Linked DNA regions of Mus musculus: region 2 is linked to region 1. A link is a contact called in public Hi-C data. All regions are on one chromosome and are shown on one strand. Each heading gives the region's core, a stretch centred on a gene start, on an enhancer-like site or on the middle of the called end of the contact. The rest is flanking DNA. Distances are from core to core; before and after follow the strand shown. Region 1 has its middle 34 kb from the start of Gm36617. Region 2 holds the start of Sqle (squalene epoxidase).

Region 1 (2,957 bases), core at 312-2,811:
ACACAGACAGACAGACAGACAGACAGATAGATAGATAGATAGATAGATAGAATTTCACACGAAATTTAAGCACAGATTATTAACCCGGCACATGTATACAGGATGCACCAGGGACTGAAGGTAGGCAAAGACACAAGTCTGCTGAGTCAGTGATAAACCAGAGCATTGCAATTGAGAGAAGAGTTCAAAAGATGACAATGGCTACAGAGCCCAACATTCCTCCCTCTGCGGTTCATTTATCAACGCCTCCTAATACTCAGAAAGGCAGAGTGAGTCTGCCACCATCACTTATTGTATCTGCATCAGGACAAGAATTTGAACCCAGATCTTCTGCTCCATAATTTGGGTTCTAGAACAGTCTACTCTGTGATGCTTTGGGGGAGCAAATACAAAGAGAGGGGATAACTGGGGATCCAATGCTAATGGCCAGTGAGGCTGGAGTCTGAAGCAGGCAGAGGAAGGAAACTGAAGAAATTTCCATACAGAGCCCAGAAGCAGAGGTCTAGCATTCCAGTCCACCTGTGCTGGAGTCCCCAAGGTCAAGTCTACCCAGGAGGATGCAGTCAGATAAGACATCATCAATATTAATGAGTGCCAGTCCCTATGCTCAACCCTTTATTTGTGCTATCTTCTTTATCTCGCACAGCACCTTGTGAGAGGGAGTGTCCCCACTTCACAGTTGGCCAAACCTGTCCATAAGATGAAGTCATTGGTGCTGGGTCACAGAGGCAGGAACAAAGCCAGGACATGTCTTCAGTGCAACCCGCCCCCAGATTTTGTTGTCTTTCATCTTTCTGATCACCTGTCTCTAGCTTCTGTCCTTTCCTGCAGCTAATGCCGGCACTCAAGGTCATCTGGGATTTGTCTTTGGACCACCGGACTTATTGTTACACCCACAGAGAATGTAGGTCTTGAGGAACCTATGCCTAAGTGGTAGGAGCAGGAGAGCCTGCTCATCATGGTGAGTCAAGACTCAGGAGACATGGTTACAAGCAAGGTTACATGCAAGGTTACATACAGAGCCCCCTGTGGGAGCTAAGGCTGGGACTTGGTGGGAGTCCCTCCACCATGTCAAAGGATAGAGCCATGTTTATCCATTCAAGCTCAGTGCTCTTGGTTATTAGCTTCTCCACTCCCACCCTGCTTCTCCACTCCTGCCCTGCTTCTCCATTCCTGTTCTGCTTCTCCACACCAGTCCTGCTTTTCTCCTAGATGAACTATGTTCATGAGTCGTCTTCTCAGGATCTGTTTTCAGAACCCAAACTCAAGACATCCTTAGCCTCTTAACATCCCCACCCCCACCTCCCTCCCCACCCCCCACTCCCACCCCCAGCATCATTCTTTTTCTATTCATTCCTACTTGCTGCCTCACACTGTCTAGGGAGCAGAAGCCAGTTGCTATCCTTATTTCTCTCACATGGCCCAGGTCTTCCCTGGGGTTTCCCTTCCATACACTCCTGAAGCCAAACTTCAGAGGAGGTCCCACCTCCACAGAGGGTACAGGCTGACTACTCGGGCTTTACCTTTCCCAAACTTGAGCAAGCAGGGACATGACCCACCTCCCAGGGCGTGGGACAATGGGGCTGTAGTCAGAGACAGTTTCCAGGCCCTGTTCAGACTTGTGCTGGTGCTGAGGCAGGTACTTGAGGGATCAGCCCTGGGTGTCTGGAGGGGAGAACCAGACAGACTACCTCAGGGAAGGATGCCAAAATCTATAAGTAAAGGCCCTTTGTGAAAAGAGCAGGTCTTGGACCAGCAAGTTTCTTGAGGGATCTGTAACACAAGATTAAGACGTATCCACCTAAGGTGCTTTGAGTCAAATTTCTTCCATCATTTGGTGTCACCTCACAAGGGAAAGATGCCAGATGGTCCAGGGAAATCTTTTGAAGTTGTGGAGGCAGTGATTCCCCTATCTGGGTCCATGTGAACTTGAGATTAAAGGACTCGTGTTACCATTGTCTACCACATATATGTAGTTTCCTAACTGGCCTAAATTTAACTTAAGAGGGAAGGGTGGGGAAGGAATAACACAGCCCAGGATGGCAGTGTGGTCCTGGTCCCTCTCTTTAAGTCTCCCTCATCAGTAAAAGGGACATCTCTCTCTCTCTCTCTCTCTCTCTCTCTCTCTCTCTCTCTCTCTCTCACACACACACACACACACACACACACACACACACACACACTGCCCTTCAACTTCCTTACAGTTTTCACATCTTCTCTATGATCCCACTTATCATTTTCCCTGTGGTCTCCGACCTCCATACCAAACCCCTCCTCTGAAGCATGAGGACTCCTGGCTGCTGCTGTCAACTCCCTCCTCATGTCACCTGGCTATTCCCTCCTCATGTCACCTGGTTGTGGCTATTCACTCTTTTTTTTTTTTCAATTTGTCAAGCTGTGACTGTTTATTAACTGACCAGATTACAAAAATACCATGGGTGACACCTTAGTTCATCCGTCTAATAAGCCTGTTTATCTGGTCTTCCCTGTTGCCAGCATCTCCACCTTCTACAAAGTGAGTTGTCTTTTTCTTCATTCCACCTTGTGGAGAAGATAATTTGAAGGGCCACAGGAAGTTATTTGCTTCCTTGAAGCGTTTCCCAACTGTAGAGATCTCATGAATTAGATCCTCCATGCAGATGATGCCAAACTTACCAAGAGACCGAGCAATCAAGGAATTATCTGTCAAGGCAATCTGCTTCTTGTTGATTTTGCCATAGCCGCGCTTGTAGATGAGCTCGTTTACTGACTTCAGGTTGGGGTACCCCCATGCAATGTATGGTTCCACAATCCGCAGCATGTTAATTGAAGCCTTGTTGAGCTTAGCAAAGGTGCCATTGAAGATCTGTCGAAGACGAAGGAGCTGCGGAACCTTACGAACCTTTGGGCTTACTCCATTGATATCTCGGATTCTGATGACAAAGGCCATTTTTGGTTCTGCGAGCACATAGAAGCTC
Region 2 (2,957 bases), core at 330-2,829, 100 kb before region 1:
CAAATATTTAAAGATCCAGTCTCTAACGTAAGCCTGTCATTCAGCTCTGACTCAACTTAGGAGCGGACTGCGCTGACTAATTGCTTCAATAGATAGTGGGGGACGGATTTCTGCCCAAAACTTTAAAGTGTTAGGCATCTTTATTGCTTTTCAAATTGCTGTCACTTTCCACTGTCTGCCATCACATTTATAAGTAGCCTTACCTGCCACACAAATTCTCCCTTGTCAGGAACAAAAATCATCCTTACCCAGGGATTTTAAATTAAAAGCCACAGTGAGTCTGTCTCCCAAATGAAATTCTAACATTTCCTACCAAAATCAACACCCAATCCCTGAGGTTCACACAACAAATGCTTTTCATCTTCCCTAAGAGCACAGCCACAACACAGTCCAGAACTTTAAGAAACGCAATCAAATGAGAACACTGACGCTTCTAAGCCACCACTTTCGTGACTTTTAAAGAAACCATAAACTTCAGTGACCTCGATCTGAAGTTTAAAATACGATCCCATTCATTTGCCCACTGTGGCATCAGGCATACCTTCTTGGACTCCAGCTGTTCTTTCTTTTCTGATTCAGGTGACTTGGCCCAGAAGAAGCCAATAAGAGGCAAAGCAGAGAGAATATCCGAGAAGGCAGCGAACTGGGCGCCGCTCTGATGGCGGCCAAGGAGGCCCCCGTGTCGATGGCGACAGCGGTAGGAGAGCACCAGGCCCAGCGACAGGAACACCAGCACGCACAGCAGGAGCTCCTTGTTGGCCAGGGTGACATCCCCGCATTTCTTATAAAAATAGGTGAAGGTAGCAATGCCAAGAAAAGTCCACATGGCTCAAAAGGCTTCTTTGGTGGCACCAGCCAAGGCTGAGGATTTTGTGTTTTGGGGGTCTCTTGGGGGGGTCTTTTTTCCTCGGAAGGTCTTCAGTGATTAAAATGTCCCCAAAATGTAGTTCTCAAAGGGGTTCGGGGCAACCGGTCGAACTTCTTCCAATAAATAGTTTCAGGATCACGAGTCAGATGTGATCAATTTTTGAAATCATTGAGAGTGCAAATGTATCTTAAGTTGTCCAGATCTTAAAAGGCAGCATTTAAAGCCTGCCTACCCCAACGGCTCCTGATTACACACTTCTTCATTCAGCCAACTGATGGACACGGGCCTCTCTATTGGGCTGAGGGGTGCGAATGTGGCTGTATACTTCGATGTCCGCTCGCCTGGCTGTAAACGGTCTTTTGTCACCAGCAGCAGGTGCTCGGTAGGAAGGAGTCGGGAGCGTAGAAGGATCTGGGTGCTGGGAAAGCTGCCCTTAGCAACACTGCCCCGGCAGCCTTCTCCAACAAAAGATGGCCACGGCGTCCCGAAGCGCGGCGGCAGCCTGGCAGCTCAGCCCTCCCTTGGAGATTCCTCCTCAAGCAAGCCCCGAAGTCACGGCCGGGAACCTGTCCGACCGACACTTGCCTTCCTCGAGAGTGAATGGCTGTCTCGGATGAGCGTCCTTCAGAGCGAGGCGAAGGCTCCTGCCCGCCGGGTCCCCAGCATCCCTCGCGGACAGTAACCAGAGTAACCGCTGCGCGCCCCGCTCGCAACCCGGCCCCACGCGCTTCAGCCGCCCGGCGGGCTCGGCCCAGCCCAGGGACCGGGAGGCGGGGCTCCGGCCCGGCACCGCCCCTTGAGCGGACCCCGCCTCCCACGCCGTCCGAACCAATGAGAGCGCGCACCGCGCGGTAGGCTGAGATGGCGCTATAGAGCGTTTGTCCAATGGCGGGCGGCGCACTCCGCGCGGCGCCAGTCGCAGAGGCGCTAGGGCGATGTTGCGTGGTGCGGGGCGGGTGCGTGGGGTGGGCGCGGGGCCGGTGGGTGAATGGGGCGGTGCCCGCTCGGCCTGGCCGCCGCGGGGTCCTCAGGCCCCACCTGCGGAGGGTGGAGCTCGCTCTGGAGGAACTCTTGGTGGCTCCTGGTGGCTCAAACGCAAGAGAGCTACAGGAGTCATCCGGGCGGACTGGATGATCACGGGCTAGAAAGGCGAGGAGGACGTGACACGCCGGCGAACCTGCCATAATTAGTGGACGAGGACTAAAGAAAATGAGAGAAGTCAGTAGGTGGAGATGGATCACGCCTTTAATCCCAGAACTCGGGATGCAAGAGGATCTCTGTGAGTTTGAGGCCAGCTTGATCTGCATAGCGTGTTCCAGACCAGTCAGAGATACACAGTGAAATCCTTCTCGGGTTAAAGAAAGAATGAGAAAGGAAAAAAAAAAAAAATGTCCTAATCAACAGCAATCCCAAAACTGTTTAATAAGATCATTTTATGTTTTAAGCACTATGCCAGAGCGTTGCAAACATTCATTCAACCCTTACAGCAGTCTTGCAAGAATGGCATTACCTTTCTGTTACAGAAGTAACCGAGCAGTTTATCTGCCGTCGTTCATGAGACTAACAACATCATTTTATACTATCCACAGCTACTGTCATGTAACCGAATTTCAGACTCGACAGTACCATTTAATTATCAAGCTTTCGTTGAGTTCTTAGTTATCTATGGTTTAGGTCTCACCCTAAACACTTCTCAGATATCTTTATTAGTTTCTGCGATTTTTTTTTAAGTCATTCAAACAGGTACAGTTGTTTAACCCGTTTATCCTTTAATAATGAAAGAAGTAAGTCTCACAGAACTGTATCCTACCAACCCTTTGCAGCAGGCACAGCCAACTCTATCTAGCTCCACATTTCTTCCTTCCTTTCGATTTGTTTACTTATGTATTTTGTCTACATGTATGGCTGCACTTTAGAAGAAGGCACTGGATCCCATGGGACTACAGTAACAGTTGTAAGCAGCCATTCGAGCACTAGGACTTGAACTGTGGACCTCTCATAGAAGCCATTGCTCTTAACAGCTGAGTCATCTCTCTGGCCCTAACACCACATTCCTAATGAGGGTCTCTCCATGTTCCTAAGTCCAACC

The links. Hi-C and Micro-C count contacts between places; a contact is called where the count stands out from the background.
Region 2: a Hi-C map of epidermal suprabasal cells shows a contact between it and region 1, with 2.2 times the contacts expected there. The contact joins the promoter of Sqle here to the enhancer-like site in region 1. A contact is called at or near these places in 1 of 15 datasets of contacts at CTCF or cohesin (large pre-B cells), 8 of 484 Hi-C or Micro-C datasets (the C10 cell line, the HL-1 cell line, the N1E-115 cell line and 5 more), 5 of 115 datasets of contacts at active chromatin or transcription factors (the SCID.adh cell line, embryonic limb bud, embryonic stem cells and 1 more) and 1 of 9 other capture datasets (pancreatic islet).

What each region holds. Positions count from the first base shown.
Region 1 is chr15:59,211,210-59,214,166 of GRCm38.p6, reverse strand. It overlaps the pseudogene Rpl7-ps8. Among named protein-coding and RNA genes, the nearest start is that of Gm36617, 34 kb to the left of the region's middle. Within about 2 kb of position 1,561, at least 13 of the 459 cell types and tissues checked have an H3K27ac peak or open chromatin away from gene starts, as enhancers often do. A contact at or near this core is called in epidermal suprabasal cells, where this site is marked.
Region 2 is chr15:59,313,714-59,316,670 of GRCm38.p6, reverse strand. Sqle (squalene epoxidase) reads right to left here and starts at 1,579. Exons shown (of 11, transcript NM_009270.3): 1 at 542-1,579. The coding sequence starts at 826.